Linked DNA regions of Sus scrofa: region 2 is linked to region 1. Evidence: chromatin contacts called from public Hi-C data. All regions are on one chromosome and are shown on one strand. Each heading gives the region's core, a stretch centred on a gene start, on an enhancer-like site or on the middle of the called end of the contact. The rest is flanking DNA. Distances are from core to core; before and after follow the strand shown.

Region 1 (4,271 bases), core at 1,759-4,258:
CATGGATCGTGCGTGCTAAGCAGGGCAAAGAGGCAGAGTGACAGAAGACGCTGTTCCAGGACCTGGTTTTGTTTCTCAACCTGCCAAACTGAATGACAGAGTACCAACATCTCCTGATGAGAAATCCTACCGCAGCACCCAAAGCCCCATTTCTCACTTTCTGCCTTCTCTCAACAGGTGCCAGTCTGTTTTAAATTCCCCAAAAATGGAGTTCCCGTCATGGTGCAGTGGAAATGAATCTGACTAGGAACCCCTAGGTTGCAGGTTCGATTCCTGGCCTCGCTCAGTAGGTTAAGGATCCCGCATTGCTGTGGCTGTGGTGCAAGCCAGCGGCTACAGCTCCAATTAGACCCCTAGCCTGGGAACCTCCATATGCTGTGGGTGTGGCCCTAAAAAAGACAATAAATAAATAAATAAATTCCCCCAAAAAGAAGAGAGGACTCTCCATGGCCAAAACAGGAAACTTCTACCATTGCCATGATGACACAAGAAGCCACTACGGAGTTCCCGTTGTGGCGCAGTGGTTAACGAATCCGACTAGGAACCATGAGGTTGAGGGTTCGGTCCCTGCCCTTGCTCAGTGGGTTAATGATCCGGCGTTGCCGTGAGCTGTGGTGTAGGTTTCAGACACGGCTCGGATCCCGCGTTGTTGTGGCTCTGGCGTAGGCCGGTGGCTATAGCTCTGATTCGACCCCTAGCCTGGGAACCTCCATATGCCGCGGGAGCGGCCCAAAGAAATAGCAAAAAGACAAAAAAAAAAAAAAAAAAAAGAAGCCACTAAGGGTCATACCATAGAAGGATGAGACTCTACAGTTGAAGGGGAAGGCACTGCACCCACCACTTCTACCCCCTTGAAAGGTGCAGCTGCTCTTAAAGTTGGGATCTCAACCTGTTCTTTGTCACATAACGTGCAAACTTCCTGCTGGAATAACAAAACCAGTTCCTTGTATTTCACCCTCTGGAAAATCCTCCTTGCAGATACTCATATGCTAACTTCCTTCAGCATTGCCTTCTGCCCAACTTTTTTTTTTTTTTTTTTTTTTTTTTTGCTTTTTAGGGGCCACACCCTTGGCCTATGGCAGTTCTCAGGCTAGGGATCAAATTGGAGCTACAGCTACTGGCCTACATCACACCCACAGCAACAAGGGATCCGAGCCTTGTCTGTGACCTACACCACAGCTCACAGCAACGCCAGAACCTTGACCCACTGAGCAAGGTCAGAGATCAAACCTACGTCCTCATGGATACTAGTTGGGTTCATTAACTGCTGAGCCACAGAGTTAATTCCTGCTCAACTTCTTTATGGCTCTTTCCCAGACCCTTATGTATTGTGTGTAGGGCTTCAATTCTGAATTTTCCCCCATTTTTTCACAGGCCTCAATCACAAAGGTTAAAGTGCCTCATATGAAGACCCAATAGATGACCCAGGATGTCCCGAAGTCATCAAATGAGATGTCAGAGGCAAAGGCCCTGCTGCTGAGACCACCAGAGGGAAGGAACAAACTGGCCTAGATAAGCACACTTCCTCTCCACTTCAATTCTTCATGTACCAGAAAAACCTATACCAGACTATTCACTAGGTTCTGAGTCACCTGGAAGGCAAGGTCATTCAATGAGAAGAACATTAGTGGTCAGGAGTTCCTCCACTTCCATTACTTACTAGTAGGACTGGAACTAAGTCACTTCTTTAAAATTCAATATCCTCATCTATGATATAGAGCTAATAAAGCCTGCCACAGCTATATAACAGTGTGGTGCAACTCACATGTGCTAAAATATGCAAAGCCATTTTTATTAACAGCAAAGCACTTCCATCATTGCAGAAATTTCTATTGGACAGTGGTGCTCTAAATCCTTGCTACTCAGAGTGGTGCACAAACCCGCAACACTGGCATCACCTGGGAGCTTGTAGAAATACAGAACTTCAGGATGCTCTGTAGACTTGCTGAATAAGAACCATTTTCACAAGATCTCTGGGTGATCAATATGTATATCAGAGTTTGGAAAAGTATTGCCTTAAACATTAAGGATTGTCAGTATTCTAACAATAACAACTACTCTAGGAGTCCACGACCACTATGACTACATTAAGAGCCCTCTGATTCCATCCTGACTTGTCCCCAGGACTGGGCCCAATGCTGACTAATAGACTCATTCAGTTCTTTTCAGTCAACAACATTCACCAAATCAAATCATCTGTCTACAGCTCCTGACAAGACACCTATGAGGTCTGGTTCCCACTTCTGTGCTGGGATCAAGATCTTTGCTTCCTCCTTCTGTTCCTCTGTTCTTCTTACTGCATCTCCATCAAGGCTCTGCATCCTGAGAGCTATCTACCTTAGGAACGTGAATATATTTACATGCTCGCCCACCTGTCCTAAAGAACATGCATTTCCTTAGGGAAGGTTCTGGGCGTGCCTCCAACCCCTCCCTTCAAGGTAATCTCCCCCCAGGACAGGAGGAGATTCCCACTCAACCTTCCTTTGGTCTTCCATAGGTGCCCACGTGATCTCTCATGACAGACATCACACGACAATCCTCTTCACCTACTGCACATGACACCCCCTTTAAGTAGCTTCTGTCCTGACCCCCGAAACTGCCGCCTTTAGATCCTGGACATGCCCCTAGCCATGTCTCTGGCCATGCTTCTTTCGCTGTCGGCGAACCCCATGCTCCTCCGATAGGAAGAGATGCGTCGCTGGAGTCATCCCTCATTCCCAAAACTGCGCGGCGGGTTCCCAGTAAATTGCTGCCGTGCACTGCAGGCAACCGCTGCCTCCCTGACAGGTCTCGGTACTAGGAGACCTTAGTCCTTAGGCACCTCAAGCCGGTGATTTCGTACCTTCTCAGTTCAGGGCGGTTCTGCCGCGTCTGAGGCAAACTCCCAGAGCGGACCTCTAGGCCGCAGCTCCCACTCTATCCTCTGTTCCCGGCAACTGACGGCCTCCGGTCGCATCTTCCTCCATCTCGACCGGGATCCCGGTACTGCCGGAACCGGAAATTGGGACACTGTCACTCCCGCCCCCTGCAGGGGGCGGGGATGAACGGTGGGCAACTGCACCAATGACGTTCTGAGTCTTTAGCCTCGCCCCCCGCCTCCGCAGCAAAGGCGGAAGGTCCTGGTAGCCATCTTGAATTTGGGCAGAGGCCACGCCTTCTTTAGCCCCTTCTTCTACAGCGCATGCGTGTTCTTTCGAATTCGTGGAAATTGGGTCGCGGCCACTTCTTGAAGGTCTTGTTCCCAACGGGTCACCTTGCGTTTCAAGTCTCCTGGAATCCTTAAGTTAAAATCTCATCTAATTTTTGTGTAACTTTTCTCATCTACAGAACCAAAACAGGCCAATGTGCAGCAGGAAGGACTAAGTTTAGATTTTGGAGACTTGGGAACTCAAAACTACAGGAATAGGGAACATCCTGGAGATGGAGTGATCTCTTCTTGCTTTATAACTATTTGTTAATACATGGATTTAAAAGAAGAGGCGGTGGGAGTTTGGGGTTAGTAGATGCGAACTACTACATTTAGAATGGATAAGCAAAGAGGTCCAGCTGTATGGCACAGGAAACTATATCCAGTCACCCTTGATAGAACATGATATAAGTTGACGAAAAGAATATATATATATCTGAGTCACTTTGCTGTACAGCAGAAATGGACAACATTTATATCAACTATAATGAAAAAATATATAATAAATAGGAAAAAAAAATAAAAAGAGGCAGAGCCCTTTACAGGAGGGACTGAGAAGGCTAGGTTTGGAGAGTCAATTCATTTCAAAATAGATATTTCTATAACTCAACAACAAAAAGACAGACAACCCAATTTTTTTTTTTTTGTAAATGTGCAAAGGACTTTAATAGATGTTTCTCCAAAGAAGATGGATAATAAGCACATAAAAAGATGCTCAACATCATTAGTCATTAGGGAAAAACAAATCAAAACCATGAGATCCCCACTGCACACCCACTAGGATGGCTAAAATTAAAGCAAGCAAGCAAGCAAATGAGAACCTAGAAAGTGACAAGTGTTAGCAGGGATGTGGAGAAACTGGAACCCTGACGTTGCTGGTGGGAATGTAAAATGGTGCAGTTGCTGTGGAAACCAGTTTGATCATTCCTCAATGTTAAGCAAAATTGCTATATGACCAAGCATTTTCACTCTGAATATATACCCAAAAGAGCTGAAAACAGGTGTTCAAACAAAAACTTGTACACAGGAGTTCCTGCTGTGTTGCAATGGGATCAGTGGCATCTCTGGAGCTCAGGGACATGTG
Region 2 (4,044 bases), core at 1,370-3,869, 240 kb after region 1:
AAGAAAAAGAAATAGCAGATATTTATAAACAAATCAGTGGATGAACAAATTGTGGAATATTATTCAACCATAAAAAGGAATAAAGTACTGATACATGCTTCAACATGGTTGAAACTCATAAACATTGTGCTAAATGAAAGAGACTAAATGAAAGAATTCTGTGATTCCATTTATATGAACTGCCAGAATAGGCAAATCCACAGAGAACAGAAAGTAGATTAGTGGTTCCTGGTTGCTGGTGGGAGGTGAAAATGGGAAGTGAATGCTAATGGGAGCAGGGCTGCATTTGGGGTGATGAAAATGATCTGGAATTAGATAGTGATGACACTTGCACAATTTCTTTTTTCTTTTTAGGGCCGTACCCACAGCATATGGAAGTTCCCAGGCTAGGGGTCGAATCAGAACTGTAGCTGCTGGCCCATGCCACACCAATGCCAAATCCCTGACTCACTGAGCGAGGCCAGGGATTGAACTATCATCCTCATACTAGTCGGATTCGTTTCTGCTGCACCACAATAGGAACTCTCCATGCACAATTTTTAAAAAGAGTAAATTTTGGAACTCCCGTTGTGGCTCAGTGGTTAACGAATCCAACTAGGAACCATGAAGTTGCTGGTTTGATCCCTGACCTTGCTCAGTGGGTTAAGGATCTGGCGTTGCCATGAGCTGTGGTGTAGGTTGCAGATGCGGCTCAGATCCTGCGTTGCCCTGGCTCTGGCGTGGGCCAGTGGCTACAGCTCTGATTAGACCCCTGGCCTGGCAACCTCCATATGCCGTGGGTTCGGCCCTGGAAAAGACAAAAAGACAAAAAAAAAAAAAAAAAAAAAGAGTAAATATTACAGTATGTGAATTATAGTTCAATTTTTTTTTAAAAGGAAAAAATAAACAACATTGCTCTTTAGGGAGTCAACACAAAGGGAAAACAATGCTTAATCTGAAATTCATTTGGAAAAATACACCTGTCAGAATAAACAAAAAATTGTAGGTGTAATGGCTTTACCATAACAGATTCTAAAGTAGGCATAAAACTATTGTAATATATCATAGGAATTTCCTGCTGGTGCAGAGGGCTAAAGGTCTGGTGTTGTCACTGCTGTGGCTCAGGTTCCATCCTTGGCCTGGGAACTTCCAAATGCTTTGGGTCAGGCCGAAACAAAGAAAAAACGAATAAATAAAAAGGAGTTCCCTAGTAACCTAATAGTTAAGGATTAGGCCCTGTCACTGCTGTGGCTAAGTTCAATCCCTGGCCCAGGAACTTCCACATGCTGCTAGTGCAACTGAAAAAAAAGAAAAAAAGAAAAAAGAAAAAGAAAAAAGAAAAAGAAAAAAGGAAATAAAGACACTAAAAAAAAAAGGCACTATAGCAGGTGTTCCCATTGTGGCTCAGTGATAATGAACCTGACTAGTACCCATGAGGATGTGGGTTCAAGCCCTGGGTTAAATGTTCCCTCACTCAGAGGGTTAAAGATTTGGTGTTGCTGTCACTGTGATGTAGGTGGGCAGCTGTAGCTCCAATTCGACACCTAACCTGGGAACTTCCATATGCTACAGGTGTGGCCCAAATAAAGCTCACACACGCACACAAAACACTATAGCAAAGGAAAAAATAGATTCATGCAATAGAAAAGAATGCAGAAATAGATGTTTATATGGGACATTTATTTATTAAATGCTGAAGGGAAAACACTATAAATGTGGCTTTAAATTTTTTTTTTAGGGCCACAGGTGTGGCACATGGAAGTTCCCAGGATAGAAGTCAAACAGGAGCTGCAGCTGCCCTACACCACAGCCACAGCAACTTAAGTCCCTGAGCAGGACCAGGGATCCAACCTGCATCCTCATGGATACTAGTCAGGTTTTTAACCTACTGAGCCACAACGGGGACGCCTAAAAATGTGAATTTTAAATGAATTTGTATTCTGTTAATCCTGTCAGTACATAAACTTGTTTGCAAGAATAGCATTGTATTTTATTGATTCTATGTAGAGACTCCTTGGAGTTCCCATTTCATAACCTAGGCTGGGTCACTTCTTTAGCCCTCACTGGAAGGGCTCTGTGACTTTCAAATACTTGCGTGTTAGCTCCACCAAGTTGAGCATTTATCTTCTCCACCTTTGTTTATTATAACCTATTCTATGTAATACCCGGCGTGGCCACCACGCCACATTCTAAGTGTCAGAAAGGCAGGACCCCCTGCTCTTAAAACAGGGACAGGCGCGCAGAAATGAAAAGAAAAAAATCTTCAAATAATTTTTGGGATGAGTCCTTTCCTTTTCCCTAAGCAGGTAACTGAAACTTGAAGTTTGCAAAAGCCGCGGGAAAGCGCTGTCCCAGGTCAGCGGCTGGGACTCTACAAGAATGTGACTGAATTTGGGGAGAAACCTGTTTAATTTTCCTTACTCATGCGTGTTGTACTCTTGGCTAGCGACTTGCCCACAAGAAAGATGGATTCTTCTTGCCCCAATTCTTCCTTAATATGAGATTTAGCAGCCATCTTTCTCAAGGGAAAGCGCAAGCAGGAAGGCCACACCCCATCTGTTTCAAATAAGGCCAGAAGCCTTGACATCAACAGGAGTCCAATCGGAATAGACTTTTATACCGGAACCGCTTTGCCTCACGACCGGAAGAGGCTGTGCGTAAGGGCGTTGGGGGCGGAAGTGACGGGAAGGAGGTAGTGGGGTAGTTGGCGGGTGGTTGATCAGAGCCGGTCGCCATGTCCGCGGGGAGCGCGACACATCCTGGAGCTGGCGGGTAAAGCTTTTCTGGCGAGGGCATCGCAGCGAGCATGAGGCCCAGGAGAGGCGGAGGGATCATGGGAAGCAGCGTCTGGGTAGAGGGGCGCTTGGGTGGGAAGTGTATGTATTTGAGGGCCGGACTTTGGGGGCGAAGGATCGTGAGCAGGCCTGGGGCCCCAGAAAAAGGCCAGCGGGGATCAGAGAAAGGAGAAAAGCAGGGACTTTGGGAATGACGAGCCAAAAGGGAAGGTGAGAACGAAGGGTTGTAGGACACCAGAATCTTTTAATAGGGATGACGGAGTAGAAAGGAAGTAGATTCAGGAAAAGGGTTGAAAGAAGTGAGGATTTGGGGAAATATTGCAGTGGTTGTCTGTTTAAGGAGAGATGGTAATTTTAGCTCTGATAGTAGATTCGAAAGTGTAAAGGGAGCCTGATAGCGGGAAAATGGGGTACTAAGGTGTAGTAAGGGGAGAAAAATAGTAAAAACTTTGTGGCCTAATATTTTCCTCTTCCTGTAGGCGCCGCAGCAAATGGGACCAACCAGCTCCAGCCCCCCTTCTCTTCCTGCCACCAGCAGCCCCAGGTGGGGAGGTTACCAGCAGTGGGGGAAGCCCTGGGGGCTCCACAGCTGCTCCCTCTGGAGCCTTGGACGCTGCTGCTGCTGTGGCTGCTAAGATCAATGCCATGCTTATGGCCAAAGGAAAGCTTAAACCAACTCAGAATGCTGCTGAGAAGGTATTTGAAGTTGAGGGGATTCTGCTGATTGCAGTTTGTAATCTTGTAATCTCACAATCATTTGTCTTAAGGAGACACTCTCGGGGGTGGGGGTACAGTAATTTAGTTTTTTTTTTTTTTTTTCTTTTTAGAGCTGCAGGAGCGGCATATGGAGGTTACCAGGCCAGGGGTCAAATCAGAGCTGCAGCTGCTATGCCACAGCCACACCAGATCTGAGCCCCCTGTCTGCAACCTACACTACAGCTCACGGCAACACCAGATTCTTAACCCACTGAGCAAGGCCAGGGATCTAACCTGCATCCTCATGGATGTTAGATTCGTTTCTGCTGAGCCAGGATGGGAACTCCTAGGAGGCAATTTTGCTTGGGCTAAGTTACATTTATGGACCAAATAACTTGTTTTGTCTGTGTTCCCTTAGTTCAGCCCTAGTTCTGTCTACATGATCATTTAAAGCAGTGATGTAATAGGTTTTTTGATACATGTGCATTTCCCCTGAAGTCAAAAGAGAAAATCAGATAAATCGTGGTGAGCTTTAAAATATCTCTAATTAAATCTATAGATTTAGGAGTACTCC

What was found. A called contact is a pair of places that touch in the nucleus more often than the background predicts.
Region 2: a contact with region 1 is called in a Hi-C map of liver, with 12 times the contacts expected there. The contact joins the promoter of KIAA0907 here to the promoter of SLC25A44 in region 1. A contact is called at or near these places in 1 of 5 promoter capture datasets (liver) and 2 of 47 Hi-C or Micro-C datasets (liver and skeletal muscle).

What each region holds. Positions count from the first base shown.
Region 1 is chr4:93,854,145-93,858,415 of Sscrofa11.1, forward strand. SLC25A44 (solute carrier family 25 member 44) reads right to left here and starts at 3,009. Exons shown (of 4, transcript XM_001928054.5): 1 at 2,843-3,009.
Region 2 is chr4:94,095,592-94,099,635 of Sscrofa11.1, forward strand. It overlaps KIAA0907 (UPF0469 protein KIAA0907 homolog), which reads left to right and starts at 2,620. Exons shown (of 15, transcript XM_001928648.6): 1 at 2,620-2,751; 2 at 3,254-3,470. The coding sequence starts at 2,714.